Regions from separate parts of the Drosophila melanogaster genome. Here regions 2 and 3 are each linked to region 1. Evidence: chromatin contacts called from public Hi-C and targeted proximity ligation data. All regions are on one chromosome and are shown on one strand. The core of a region is the stretch at or near the end of the contact, and the rest is flanking DNA. Distances in the headings are between cores, read along the strand shown. Region 1 holds the start of dally (division abnormally delayed). Region 2 overlaps Tsp66E (Tetraspanin 66E). Region 3 holds the start of CG6576.

What was found. A called contact is a pair of places that touch in the nucleus more often than the background predicts.
Region 2: a targeted proximity ligation map of the Kc167 cell line shows a contact between it and region 1, with 2.9 times the contacts expected there. A contact is called at or near these places in 6 of 107 Hi-C or Micro-C datasets (the Clone 8 cell line, the D17-c3 cell line, the Kc167 cell line and 2 more) and 1 of 7 datasets of targeted methods (the Kc167 cell line).
Region 3: a contact with region 1 is called in a Hi-C map of the S2 cell line, with 1.7 times the contacts expected there. A contact is called at or near these places in 15 of 107 Hi-C or Micro-C datasets (the Clone 8 cell line, the Kc167 cell line, the S2 cell line and 7 more) and 2 of 7 datasets of targeted methods (the Kc167 cell line and the S2 cell line).

What each region holds. Positions count from the first base shown.
Region 1 is chr3L:8,825,273-8,829,501 of dm6, reverse strand. It overlaps dally (division abnormally delayed), which reads right to left and starts at 1,997. Exons shown (of 9, transcript NM_001259756.2): 1 at 999-1,997. The coding sequence starts at 1,269.
Region 2 is chr3L:8,929,646-8,933,874 of dm6, reverse strand. It overlaps Tsp66E (Tetraspanin 66E), which reads right to left. Exons shown (of 7, transcript NM_168298.1): 6 at 3,136-3,495; 7 at 1,810-3,075. The coding sequence ends at 2,926. CG43783 reads left to right here. Exons shown (of 11, transcript NM_001274677.1): 10 at 1-309; 11 at 386-1,640. The coding sequence ends at 812. Among named protein-coding and RNA genes, the nearest start is that of lncRNA:CR43970, 17 kb to the right of the region's middle.
Region 3 is chr3L:8,753,756-8,757,984 of dm6, reverse strand. CG6576 reads right to left here and starts at 1,996. Exons shown (of 1, transcript NM_139996.3): 1 at 818-1,996. The coding sequence starts at 1,802. The coding sequence ends at 999. It overlaps Fhos (Formin homology 2 domain containing), which reads right to left. Exons shown (of 19, transcript NM_001274670.1): 1 at 3,490-4,229. The coding sequence starts at 3,510.

The DNA of each region.
Region 1 (4,229 bases), core at 748-3,247:
TCACTCAATTACACGAAACAGATATATATTGGGTACATTCGCTCGTTTTCGACTGATATTATCGGATTGTATTGCATTATTTGGTTATTCGGTCTTATTTTTGACTTCGGGTATGAAATATGCATAAACAAAAATATGTCGAGTATCTTGTGGATATCGGCTGTGGTAAATATAAATATACCTTCCATAGCCTTCACACAGTTTGGCCTCAGATGCGTGCCACTTGATATGGCAGTGTCGAGAAATCAGAATAACAAATGATGCCGCCGCCTGTGTATCTATGTATCTCTGCATCTGCGAGGTGCCAGATCCGATATGTAATGAACCTGGCGCGGCCAAAAACTTTATCCACGGCACGTCGAAAACTTTTCCGAGGCGTTGCTCAATGCGCAATCTTCTAATTGCAAACGGCGCCCGGCTGTTCGAGTGGTCATAGTTCGCCTCGAGTGGCTGCCCGCTCGAGGGTTTCACTCAGTTCAATGAATTTGCATATGCTTCTAGTTTCTGGCGGGGATTGAGAAGCGGATGGGGTCTAGAACGGACTAGAAATAAGAGAAACTGCAGCTGCGGGATGGCAAAAACTTTGGCTGACGCGCGATTTACTTGGTTGAAGTATGGAAGACTGATGGCGAGGCGAGGGTTAAGACAAACTCTGAAATCAAGGCAATGAATTTCCCGCAAAAGAAATGTTTTTAAACGGAGAGGATGCAAAAGTAATTAAATTGAAAAACCATTATCAATAATCCCAATTTATGTACCTCTTTCTTATTTAATGGAGTAGATAACTTAGACTTTAAGTATTCGAACCACTCTAGTGACCTGGGGAAATAACATACGTTTTCCTCTGCATAGTTTAAAGTTAGTACGTTTGCTCCTAAGGGGCCTTAACCATATTGGTAGCTTTAACTTCCTCCATCGTTCCCCGCTTCTTCCCCAGCCCGCATGTCCAAGTGCATACTCGATATTATAACTCTACGGATGGATGGCGTGAACTTTACCTTTTTCGCTGTAAGTCCCACTCGACTTGATGTCGATCGATTCGAAGTAGCTCTTGACGGCATCACACTGGTGGGTCGATCCCCCAACGGCGTCCTTCGCCCGCGAGTCCCGCTGTAGGCGACGTCTGTGGTGCGTGGTGGCGCTGTGCAGGTGGTGCTGGTGGTGGTGGATACCATCCAGGTCCAGGTGCTTGGCGGCTGACAGGCCGACGAAGCCGCAGAGCAGGGTAAATAGCAAAAGCTGCGCTAGCCGCACGCTCCTGGCCGCCATTTTTGATGGGTGATTTCTGTGTGCAGACACAGTGGATGATGGGGCTAAATTTGATTTGCCTTTGAATGCTTCTCTTATTTTTATTTTAGCCGGTTATTTTATTTACTCTATTTTGCAGCACTTCTTCGTATTTACTTCTGCATGCTGTCTGGGTGAACAGCTGTTCGCGGCAACAAACACACACACTCACACAAATGCACTTGCCGGCTAACACGCACACACACACACTGGCACACACGGCCACAAACACGAGCGCACAAAACAAAAGGCCCCAAAAACACGCGTGAGCAATAAACGTGGTAGTAAACGTGGGATGGCGATAGTGGGTGGTGGTGGGTGGTGGTCGAAGAGAGAGCGCGTGTCTAGCACTTTTTGCTTTTCTACTTTCTAGTTTTGAAAGGTCGCTAAATTTCTCACAAGTATTTTCTTAACTTATTCAGAGACTTTCCATGACATAACAACGAATAGTACTCAATTCCTTAGCAATTGATTTGCCAGCGATTAGATTTGTTTTTTTTTTCTTCTTTTTAATTTTCTCCTACGTTTTGTGTACTTAGGTCGGCGAAAATAGATTTAATTGCAAAGCTCCTTGGCCACCGGCGTTCTCAGGTCGAGGAAATGCACTCGCCTTCTTTTCTAGCGTTTTTCCGCTCGAATTTCGCACCGATATTTTCAGTTTTTCCGCGCGCGCAACGAACCTTCCACGACGAGAAACCCGAACAGATTGACTTTGCCATCGAAATCAAACATCCGCCCTGAGTGCTACAACTTTAACGATGCGAACACGAACCACACTCGGCACTCGACAATCGGCGCTAAGAGAACCATCCGAACGCTCTCTTTCGAACAAAAGAGAACGGCGAGCACAGATGTTGGCACAGTGGTGCAATGAATAGAGGTGTTTATGCGAACTCAATTTAATTCACAGGTTAACGCCGAGAATACATGAGTAATACAAGGGCGCAATCTGAAATGAATTAATTAATTTGAGTCTTTAGAGTTTTGGAAAACGAGCTTCGAACTAAACCACAAACTTTGTAATGCTTATTAGATATTATAAAGTATTTTAATTAAGGAATGCCCAACCACAATTTATAAGATGTTGTATTTATTAACAGCATGTAGTATGAGTAAAAGGGGAAATTAAAGTTAGTAACGCAAGCTTAGCTTTCGTAAGATATCTATTCTCTTCGATGATTGCCAAACGATTTCGACAGCCAATGAATCTACGTAGTTCCATAAAATTTGATATGACACATATCCTGTTTTCGTTTTATATATTTCAATAGTGATTCGCATTTATTTATGGGTTCCGGCATTCTTCAGGACCAACTTCGAGTTTTCCCTGGCCGTGTCATCTGCCACAGGAGCTGGCTTGATTCTGATTATTTTTCTCTGTGTCCGATGGGCCTAAATATTTATTCAAATTCTCGAAATGCTCTTCTAAAAGCTTTCAACGTTGGCTCGCTGCAATTTGCATATTCAACGTAAATCAATCCATCTCACAGTGGTCTTCTCGGGTGCTCCGGTGGCTTTTAATCCGGGCTTTTATCGATGCCGCTGGTTGAAATTTGCATGCTCGGTTCTAATTGATGTCTGAATGAGTTCTAATTTTATTTCATAGGCTATGTTTTACGATCGGCTTGATGAACCCGTGGAGCAGGCTCAGATTTCACGCCTTTGAAGAGTCTCAGATGCTTGGCAGCTATTTCCCTAGGGCTAAATGTTTCTGTTCAAATTGATAGCCGTGTCATGACCTCGCACAGCACGTGTGGTGGTATCGTTTGTTTTTTTTTCTTCATTTCTTTTCTTTTGTTAATTTTTTCCCTTTGCAATTTGCGAAAACGAAGCGATTGTCTTGAGGCTGCAGCGGTGTGGCAGACAATGCACGACCCGAACACACCAGCCTCTTCTCCCCGGACTTTCACTCGTCACCCCGCGGGCACCGACCTCGATCTTAAATACCTAGGCGTCTCGGGGCGTCTGTGTATCTATTTCTTCATTAACAAGATACTATATAGCCAGGGCAGCGGGAACTTCATGGTGGTCAGTTGCGGGCGTCCAGCTGGGCGCAAACGCCCTCCCACCCCCCATGGATGTTTTCCGTTCCCGGTGATATGTTCATCACGAAATGGAATCCTATTCAAATTAGTGTGCGATAAAGAAAGACCTCCCAAAAAATAAGAAAAAAAAAAGGAGAAGACTCAAGACCCCGGGGCAAACAGCGAAAAGTGAGTCATGCGAAGCGGAAACAGTTCTCCAATGAAACGAATCCACATCAGAAACAACCGTGATGATGATGATGATGATGATGGTGATGGGATGGCGAAACGGCAACAAAAAACAAAAACGAGCTGGAAAAGGTGAGGTCGAAAATTAAACACCACCACATCGTTTAGATAAAGTTATAAATTATAATGTACACTACGGAACGATCGATGAGAGCGAAGGTCCCAAAGAAACCGAAACCGAAACCAAAACCAAAACCCTTTTACTTCTCGCTCTCTCGCCTTATTTTCCGTTTTTTTTTCCTCCTTATTTTTGTATCGCACAGGTAAACCGTAGGCATATATATTATATAGGTGTGTGGGTAAAGGTAGGACTGGAATTAAACGAATTTAGTCAAACGGCATCTATAAATTATGGTGCTTCTTTTTGGCGATCGGGAAAATATGAACGCTTTTAGCTCGGCTCGTTGGCTTGTTGGCCCAACTCGAATTTCGTTTAAACGCTTGATTTAGTGCAGCAAAATATGGCCAAATGTTGGGCTATCTATGCAGTTGTATCCGCTTGTGTTTGTGTGTGTGCGCGCATTCCACAAGCGACAGCGTTTTACACTTGAAATCCTCCGGAGCGGGTCGAAAAGAGATGGATATATATACCCATGGAGCGACCCGGCTTGCCTTTTATCCTGGCACAAACACGTTGGTGGCATTCGGTTGTTGGTGTGCCTGCCTGTG
Region 2 (4,229 bases), core at 470-2,969, 100 kb before region 1:
CCAACCGATGCTGGATGAACGCGGTGTTTGGATTGATGCCGATGTGACCTACGAGGGATTGGCACACATAACAGTTACTACCAAGCTGAATCTGCTGCGCATACGCAGCAAGACAAAGTCACCAATGGCCACCGATAATGTGCCCACCACCTCGATGCTGCCGGAGCAATCACAGGATTTGCGCAGCCTTTCAGAGGTAAATTCGGAGAACGTCATCTATGACAGTGATGCGGAGAGCTCGGGCGGTTCATCAACTGAATCCGAGAGCCCACCGCCGGGAAATGCCCCAGAGAATGCGGCTGGAACGGAGTGAGTATAGAAAATATTGCAACTACTTGTTTCGTTAGTGCTTACAATTCTAATATCTTTTCACCTTTTTTTCCAGATTTTTTCAGAATTCACCCGGTAATGCGCGTCGCATCTTTAAGATTGTCGACCGCATAGCCGCCTCTAATCTATTTCAATACGCCACCGAGCTGCCGTACGTGCAACGAGCTATGGAGAACATGAACGCGAATATCACACTGCGCGTAGATCTCAAGGGTTTGGTGGCCCGTGGCACTTTAAATGTGCCACCGCCACCATCCGATCGAGTGTGGGTTAGCTTTCGCGGACCGCCTCGCCTTTGGATATCCACCAAGCCCCAAGTGGGCGACAAATCCGTCGATTGGTCCATTGTGACCAATGTTATTGAGAGCAAACTGTGCGAGGCTGTAAACAAGTTTCTGGTCTATCCAAATATGGTAGACTTCTCCATACCATTCCTGAGTAACCCCAACTTTGATGAGGATCAAGGGAACGCAGCCAACTAAATACCAAAATATAGAGGAAAAGGCAGGGAATAAGAAAAGAGATACAATTTATATTCGATGAATTTAACACAAAGTGTGAGCGAGATTTTTTATGTTTACCTTGTTTATTTTTGATATAAACTTCAAGCTTAGATTAAATTTTCGATCTCCAGTTCCGGTTTCGAATACTTAATCGCATTAAATGATTGATGAGTACAAGGGACGACCGATTCCGAATGACAAGTTACAAAACGCTTATTTTCATCACATTCTGCTGAAACTCCAGAACAATTCCAATCTTAGCTACAATAATTTTCACCTACAAATATCAAGAAAGTCGCATAAGATGAATATAGCATATTGAATATGCCGCAACAGCCGCTCTGTGAGGTCATCAGGACAAGTATTCCAATAGGATAATGCAGGCATCTACAGCTCTATAAGTAATCCACTATTAACGAACAACTACAATATACACACCTATACATATATATTTATATATTCCAAGTAGATTAGTCCTAGAATGCGTGTGAATTTTAAATAAGAAAATCTAATTTTATTTGCAGTATGTGGTTATTTGATCGATGATCAACCATAAAATGTATGTACTTAAGCGTTTGTACTATTAAAAAGAACGCTACTAAATTATGAAATAGCGGAAATGGATCCGCATATTTTGCCAAATGAGAACGAAACTATTTTCTTGGGTTCCAATTTATACAATAACTACGAAATATCATTTACACGGTTGTTTCCAGGCTACACAACTAAGTAAATCATTTTAGCTCCACGTATATATAAATATATTTAAAAGTTTTTCATAAATAAATGATAGCAAAGTGCTAGCACAAAAATGAGTTTTACTTGATTCAAAACTGGCGCCTTTCATATTGGAGCTTTTAAGCTCTTGTTAACATACTGTTAACTGTACTGTTTGTGTGTCGCTGTTATTAAGATGCGCAAACTTCCAAAACCGGAAATGACCATATTTTCCATACACATAAACCATTAAAATTTCATTTACTTTTTCTTTATTTTAATTACTTTTTCGTTCACGTTCATAAATGTACATCTTTAAATGGGGATTTTTCCTCGCGTTCTTGGGAGGTTTTTTATCGTTTTTGTGTGTGTTTTAGTTTCATGCTTTCGATTTACGGCTTTTTCATTGCGCGATTTCCAAAAAGTACATTAAGTAAACTACAGACATACGTGTATATAATATGCATTAATAATAGTTATATATGTATATATAGAATTCAAAAATGTACAACATTCATTTTTAACAAAAGAGCCGGGAACACGAAGTTGCGCGCCCCGGCGTATGTAGTTAAAAACTCGAAGATAGCCATAGAAAAAACAACTAAAGTTACAACTTAAGGTTAGAGACTTATTAACTAATACACATACTAGTACAATGTCAATGCCATTTCATTTCTTATCATTTTCAATCGATATTTGTATATATGCATGCTTGTAATTTAATGGGCGTTATGCTCTATGCTTCTTTAAAAGTCATCTTTCAAAATTGATCTCACGATTTCGCTCAATCTCAAAAATGTGTGTTGTCATTCGTCTTAACTTATGTGATTTCTGTGATGTTTTTGAGTGGTTTTCGAATGCCTTGCATGATTGCATAACAAAATCGTAATAGACTAAGAAAAATAGTTACAATATTACGCATATTGTAGTTTACTACTTAACAACTAAAAAACTGCTATCAAAACAGATTTACAAATAAATATTCCAAGTGTGAGTTTCATTCGTAAAAACCTTCGCGATCCATCCGACCCATTCGTTTGCTGGCAAAACATTGAGCAACATTTCTTGTAAGATATTCTTGAATATTATCGGTAAATGGATTATGCTGGCTATGATCTTAGCTTATTGTTAGATTAGAGCTGTATTAAACTGTTTTGTGTTCTCGTGTCTGTCCCGTTCCATGCGGCAAATGCATTTGAATATATTTCATGTTTCCATTGAGCACGTCGCGGTGTTCGGTAGGGCGTTGTATTTTTTGGGGGAGTTCTAGGAGGGATCGTCGCTCTTCACTGTCCTGCTGTTTTGGCTCGTTCCTACGTCTACTTTGCTAACTCTGAAAACTGTCACAACATCCGCTGTCCTCGTCATCTCCGATTTACAGACGCATATCGTTGTATTTGGCAAAGGCCTTGCACAGAGCAAAGGCCAGAATAATGAGGACCAGGTGCACAATGCCCACCGCAATGGCCACGATGACCAGTTCACGTTGCCGAATCAGCCACTCGGTAAACACCTCATAGCAGCCCTAAAACGATAGACAACATTAATTACGAATTCGTATCTATGTAGCTATCTTATAGCATACCTTCTTGTAGAAACTGTTGCTGTCGCTGGGGTTGGTTGTACAGTCCTCGTCGCGTGGCACCAACTTGGCCACATCCTTAAGGATACAGCAGGCATCGGGAATGGTGCGGTTACCCTTGCCGTTCACCCACGCTGGAGAGGCATCAAAATCGTGATAGTCATTGATGCCACAGCACCCAAAGTTGCCCATCAGTTGGTTCCACATCAGTGAGGTAGCATCCACATTCTCGCCCAGCGAATAACTGGTAATGGTCGTCTGCAAGAAGTTTTTGCTCTCGGCACGAACTTTGTCCTTGAAGAAGGCACCCAATCCGCCGGCAACGATCTCGGCAATCAGCAGCAGGATCAAAAAGGTTCCATACTGTGAAGAGAGAGCGATTTTCATTTAATGAATATTTAAAAAAATTGTATTTAAATTGTATCTGCAGCTTTATCTATTAAGCCACATTTTCTAGTGGCTCTTTATGATCACAAAAATTATCTTCAATTTGCACGCATTAATAAAAACTTCACGCTTAAATATAAATGCGTTCATTATTGCATAATACATTTATTCAATGATTTCTTGTTACGGTTGCCTGGTTTATTTATAACTCTCGCACGCGGTTGACCCAATTTGATGGGCACTTTGTGAGCCGTGCAGAAAAATCTAGCCGTTTTGACCCTGAGCCAAATGTGCAGCATTTGTCGGCTGCCGCTGGTGGTGAGTTAGGCCCAAGTACACATTTAGCCGCAAAAGTCCACGTATAGATACAGATACAGATACATATTCGGTTCAAAAGGGGCGAGTGGGCGAAGGGATGGTTGGGCGGATGTTGGGGAAGCGCGCAGCATGCAGCACAAATGCTGAAGGTCATTTCTTAATGTTTTCTTACATGTTTCGAAAATCTCTTGTGGCTTTTCATTCTTCTACTCTAGCTAGGTAGCGCACATAAAGAAATAAAATATACAACAACATTTCAAATTATCCTATACCTAAGAGCAGTTTCATTATGTATATTTCTTCACTGCAAAGGAAAAAATTCAGCTTATTGCAGAGCATCTTTCATAATCTGAGACCAATTAAGAAGTCTTTTTTCTGAGTGCCTCCGTAAT
Region 3 (4,229 bases), core at 747-3,246, 72 kb after region 1:
CAATGTGAAGAATTGGCGAGCGAGCGAGAGGGAGTGAGGAAGAAAGAAAGACAGACAGTCTCGGCTAATTGTTTTCGCTCAGTGAAATGGAATGCCAAACACACAAATAGCCAACAATGTGCAAAACAAGCAAACGGAGACACTCAGCCGGAGGAGAAAAAGAGTGGAGGATCGTGATGGTGTGGATGTGGATGGGCCTATGGATCTTCTCTGGAATGACTTCGCCATGTGTACTTTGTTCACCGCCGATTCCAGCGGAGTGCTGCACTTCTGACAGCATTATTATGCGGTCTCAATTAGGAGATTGCAGAATCTCGGAGTCTGCAGATCAGGAGCAGGATGCGCTATAATGCGCCTGTCTGTCAGTAGCCACAGCCCATTAAGAACGACCAGGAAAGCCATCCACTCACAAAGTATTTAGACTGTGACCCCAGATGATTCGAAGTGGCGACTGAATATTCGCTTGCCAGACAAATGATTTATTTTTAAATACGTTTTCTATTGTAGTTTGCTCTGACGAAAGTGTCGAAAATGCGTTTCGGGAAACTCAACTATGTGGAGATCGGCGCTTAAAAGGATAATGAAATATTCAACCCCAGAAAGTCGTTCAAACATAAATTTCCAAACAAATTAAATTAGTTAATCTGAAAATTATAGTGATTATAACCAATTTATGAGTTATAATCAATTCCGAGCTTATTCATTTTCGATATTTTCCGAATGTTTATTAATTTTTTTCGATATTTACATATATGTACTAAATCGAACCTTATTTTAAATAACTAAATCGCACTTTTTTTCGTAACAAATAATTATTCCCGTTTTTACTCCTCAGCCAATTCTATATTTAAAGCCAAACAAGTTCTTATACAGAAGGGCTACCAATTCACGAAGATCAACAATTTTACCAAGTATTCAAAGATCTAACCAACTGCCAAATTGCTATTCTATTTGGGACTAGTCTTTCTTTTTTATCCTTGGCGCCGATTCCAAATGTGTTATCTATACTGATTATCATCTCGATCCGTTTCCGGATCTTCAGTCAAATCAGTAGTTGGCGGTGGATCCGTTTCCGTATCTGGATCGGATTTCGTAAACTCATCCGGTTCAAGACTGCCCACAAGTCCCAGATCTTGGGTCTCTGGCTCAAATGGATCCCAACACGGAGCCTTCGGTGGTTCATTGATAATCGAATCACGCATGGCACGCATTCCCATCTCAAGGGCGCAGTCCATGGAATTTCTGTCAGGTGGTTCGCGGGTTAGAGGCCCATTGAAATGCACATAAATGTCTCCCTGGGCAGCCAAATCTAGTCCGTAGGTGGTTAGATCCTCACCAAAGACCAGCTGCGTGGCGCCCGGATCCGTTTGCGTAGTCCTCATGGCGGCCAGCAGCCCAATGATCCCAAATTGATCTGACAGCATCGTGGCCGGAATATTAGTGAATTTCCCATCGTCTGTACTACGTATTCCCGCGGCATTTGTGTTCGTTGAGGAGGAGGTAGATGCCACCTCGGGCTCCTGCAACACTGATTCATAAGAGGGCTGACCAAAAAGATCAGCAAACGTGGGCATCGACGGCTGGCGATCGTAGAGTTCCGGGAAGAGTTTGTAATCCGATTCGATTTCAGATTCTACGCTCGAAGTGCTGACGACTTCCGGTGGCTCTTCGCTGGGCGGATCCGGCAAGGGCGGTGGACGTTGTGGCTCTACCTTTTCTGCACTGGGTGCAGTCTCCTGTTTCTTCTTTCTCAGCGCTATCGAGGGATTCACCTTACATCGTGGACGTCGACGCCGTGTCATTTTTTATCTTTTTATCAAAAAATGTCCTTGACTTGTGTCTGTGTTCGAGTGTTGTGGGGGGCTTGGGTGGCAGTTGGGTGGACGGGTGAGTGTGCGTGGATAATCTCGGACTCAGATAGCTTGATTCATAAATCCTTATCTCGAAGCCTATTTGAGAAGCGCCTATCACCGCCTTCCTTTGTGCTACACTACAACAAATTTTGATCTGTTTTGATGAATAATTCAAATGAAAACTGATTGTGATCGCATTGTGTGTGACGAGTAGAGATATTTCTAATGAAATCAATAATCGAAACAATGTTTAATCATTACCGCTTTCGCTAATACATTATGAATATAAATTTAGTTATATGATAATATATACTTATTTTTTTTGAATATGAAGTTAAAAGCTTTAGTTATATTTGCAACTTTATTGTTTCTCCATTACCGTTCCCCTACTTTCTCCCCTCACAAACAAATTGCATGAGTATTCACACTTTGTTAATTAATTAGGTGGTGCGTGCTCTCACCGGAGAACTTTCAACTTTATGCTTGTCATAAATATTTACAACTTCCTTCTGGCCATAAAAATCCTACACAAAGTACCAACTCCAATGAGGAAAAAAGAGACTGCGTCAACGTGAACGAAACAGAAATCATTTTGCTTTACTCCCAACATTTTTAGAAACATTCTATATATAATTGGAGAAATGACTCGGGAGAAGATGAAGTGGTAGATGTGCGTGGGATGGGGTGGAAACTTGTTGTTTGCCGCCCATAAATTGATCAGTTTATTAGATTCTAAGACCCGAAAAATATTTAATTGATTTATGCTCAATGAGTCAAAAGTCAGGCTAAAGTCATAAACTGGATGCCTGGGAACAAAAGGATATAATGAGTTGAACATAAAGGGGATTAGTAGAAAGCGATTTGGAAGTTTGGGAATGACAACCGAAATTAAGTGTATTTATATTATAGGATAGATATAGAAATAATGCACTTTTTATATAAAAGTTCACAAGTATCACATGATGTCGAACGGGTTAATAATATAAATAAATATGATGATAAGTTCAATAAATAACACAAAATGTTTACTTGGGAACTGTCAGTCATTGGTCAGTATCAATAATGAATCTGCCATAAAGTATGTCAAATAACTCAAAATTAATTCCTTTGACAACTGTGCATATACGCAAATACTAACATAAATCAAGTTAAATAGGTTTAAAATTCGGAACTTAACCTGCTTTGCCAAAGTAAAAGCCATTTATTCATGCATTGGTTTGCTATTCAAACACAACAATTCGTTCATTCAGTAGCCACACCTCGGCCATAATTTGTGCTATTTGTGTGGATAGGAAATTAGAACAATCAACTAGACACAAATCCCAACCAAAAAACCAGACAATGAGCAAATTTGTATCTAAATTGTTTATCAATGGATCTGGAGCCCACACCACATCGAGAGCGAACATTCAGATACATTTTATCTGCCATATAAAACGTATACGTATGTATCTGCGAAATACTCTTGTGTGTGGGGTAAGGCAACAAATTAGAAATAAACAAAATCCGTGGATGCGAAGAATTGCAAAAAGGCACAGAGCGAAGATACAAAGATCGAGATACACACTATATAGTACGAGTAGGTATTATGCAGATACAGATACGGATAGTTGGCGCTGCATTAACTAGTACTTACATAACTGCGGTAGGACGACATTACGTTGCTCTTGGCAAGCGATCCTCGATCGCAGATCGGATCAAAATTCGGTCACAATGTATGTTTATCGCCCTTTCAAAATTGGTGTATAATTTATTTTGGTATGGCCTGGGTTTGGTAATCCAATCTGGCAAACACTCGCGCGAGATCGAAACGGAGGAACTCGAACCGCTGACGACAATTACGAAAACGTATCTGCCGGATGCCGACTCTCAATTGCAATAGATGCAAAATAAATTAGATGCACTTACTGAAATCGCGCGCGTGCGACAAATTTCTACGACACTCTCTCTGCATTCCCCTATTTTATTCAATTTTATTTTATTGTATTTATTTCTTTTCTGCTAAGTAAACTATTATTTCCTTTGCTTTTATTTGCGCTGGGCGATACTCCGAGATCGGTATCGGGATCGGCCGTGTGTCACTTTACATAATCCACCGGCACGCACCGGGCAGGTTTGGGATATATACTGTCGATGCCTATAGGGCATACGAGCAGATATAGACTATAGCGCCCCGATCTATTTGGGAATGCAGCCGGCGAATGCGACAGAATCGGACGCGAGGCTCGCGCTTTATTTATGCGTTGATATTTTTCTTATTTTTCTTATTTTTTCCTATTTTCCCATTTTCCATCGCCTGCGTTTTCCGTTTCACGACGACGGACGCGTATCACTTTTGCTTTTATTTCAATTTACTTTGGGAGCAGCACAACTTAA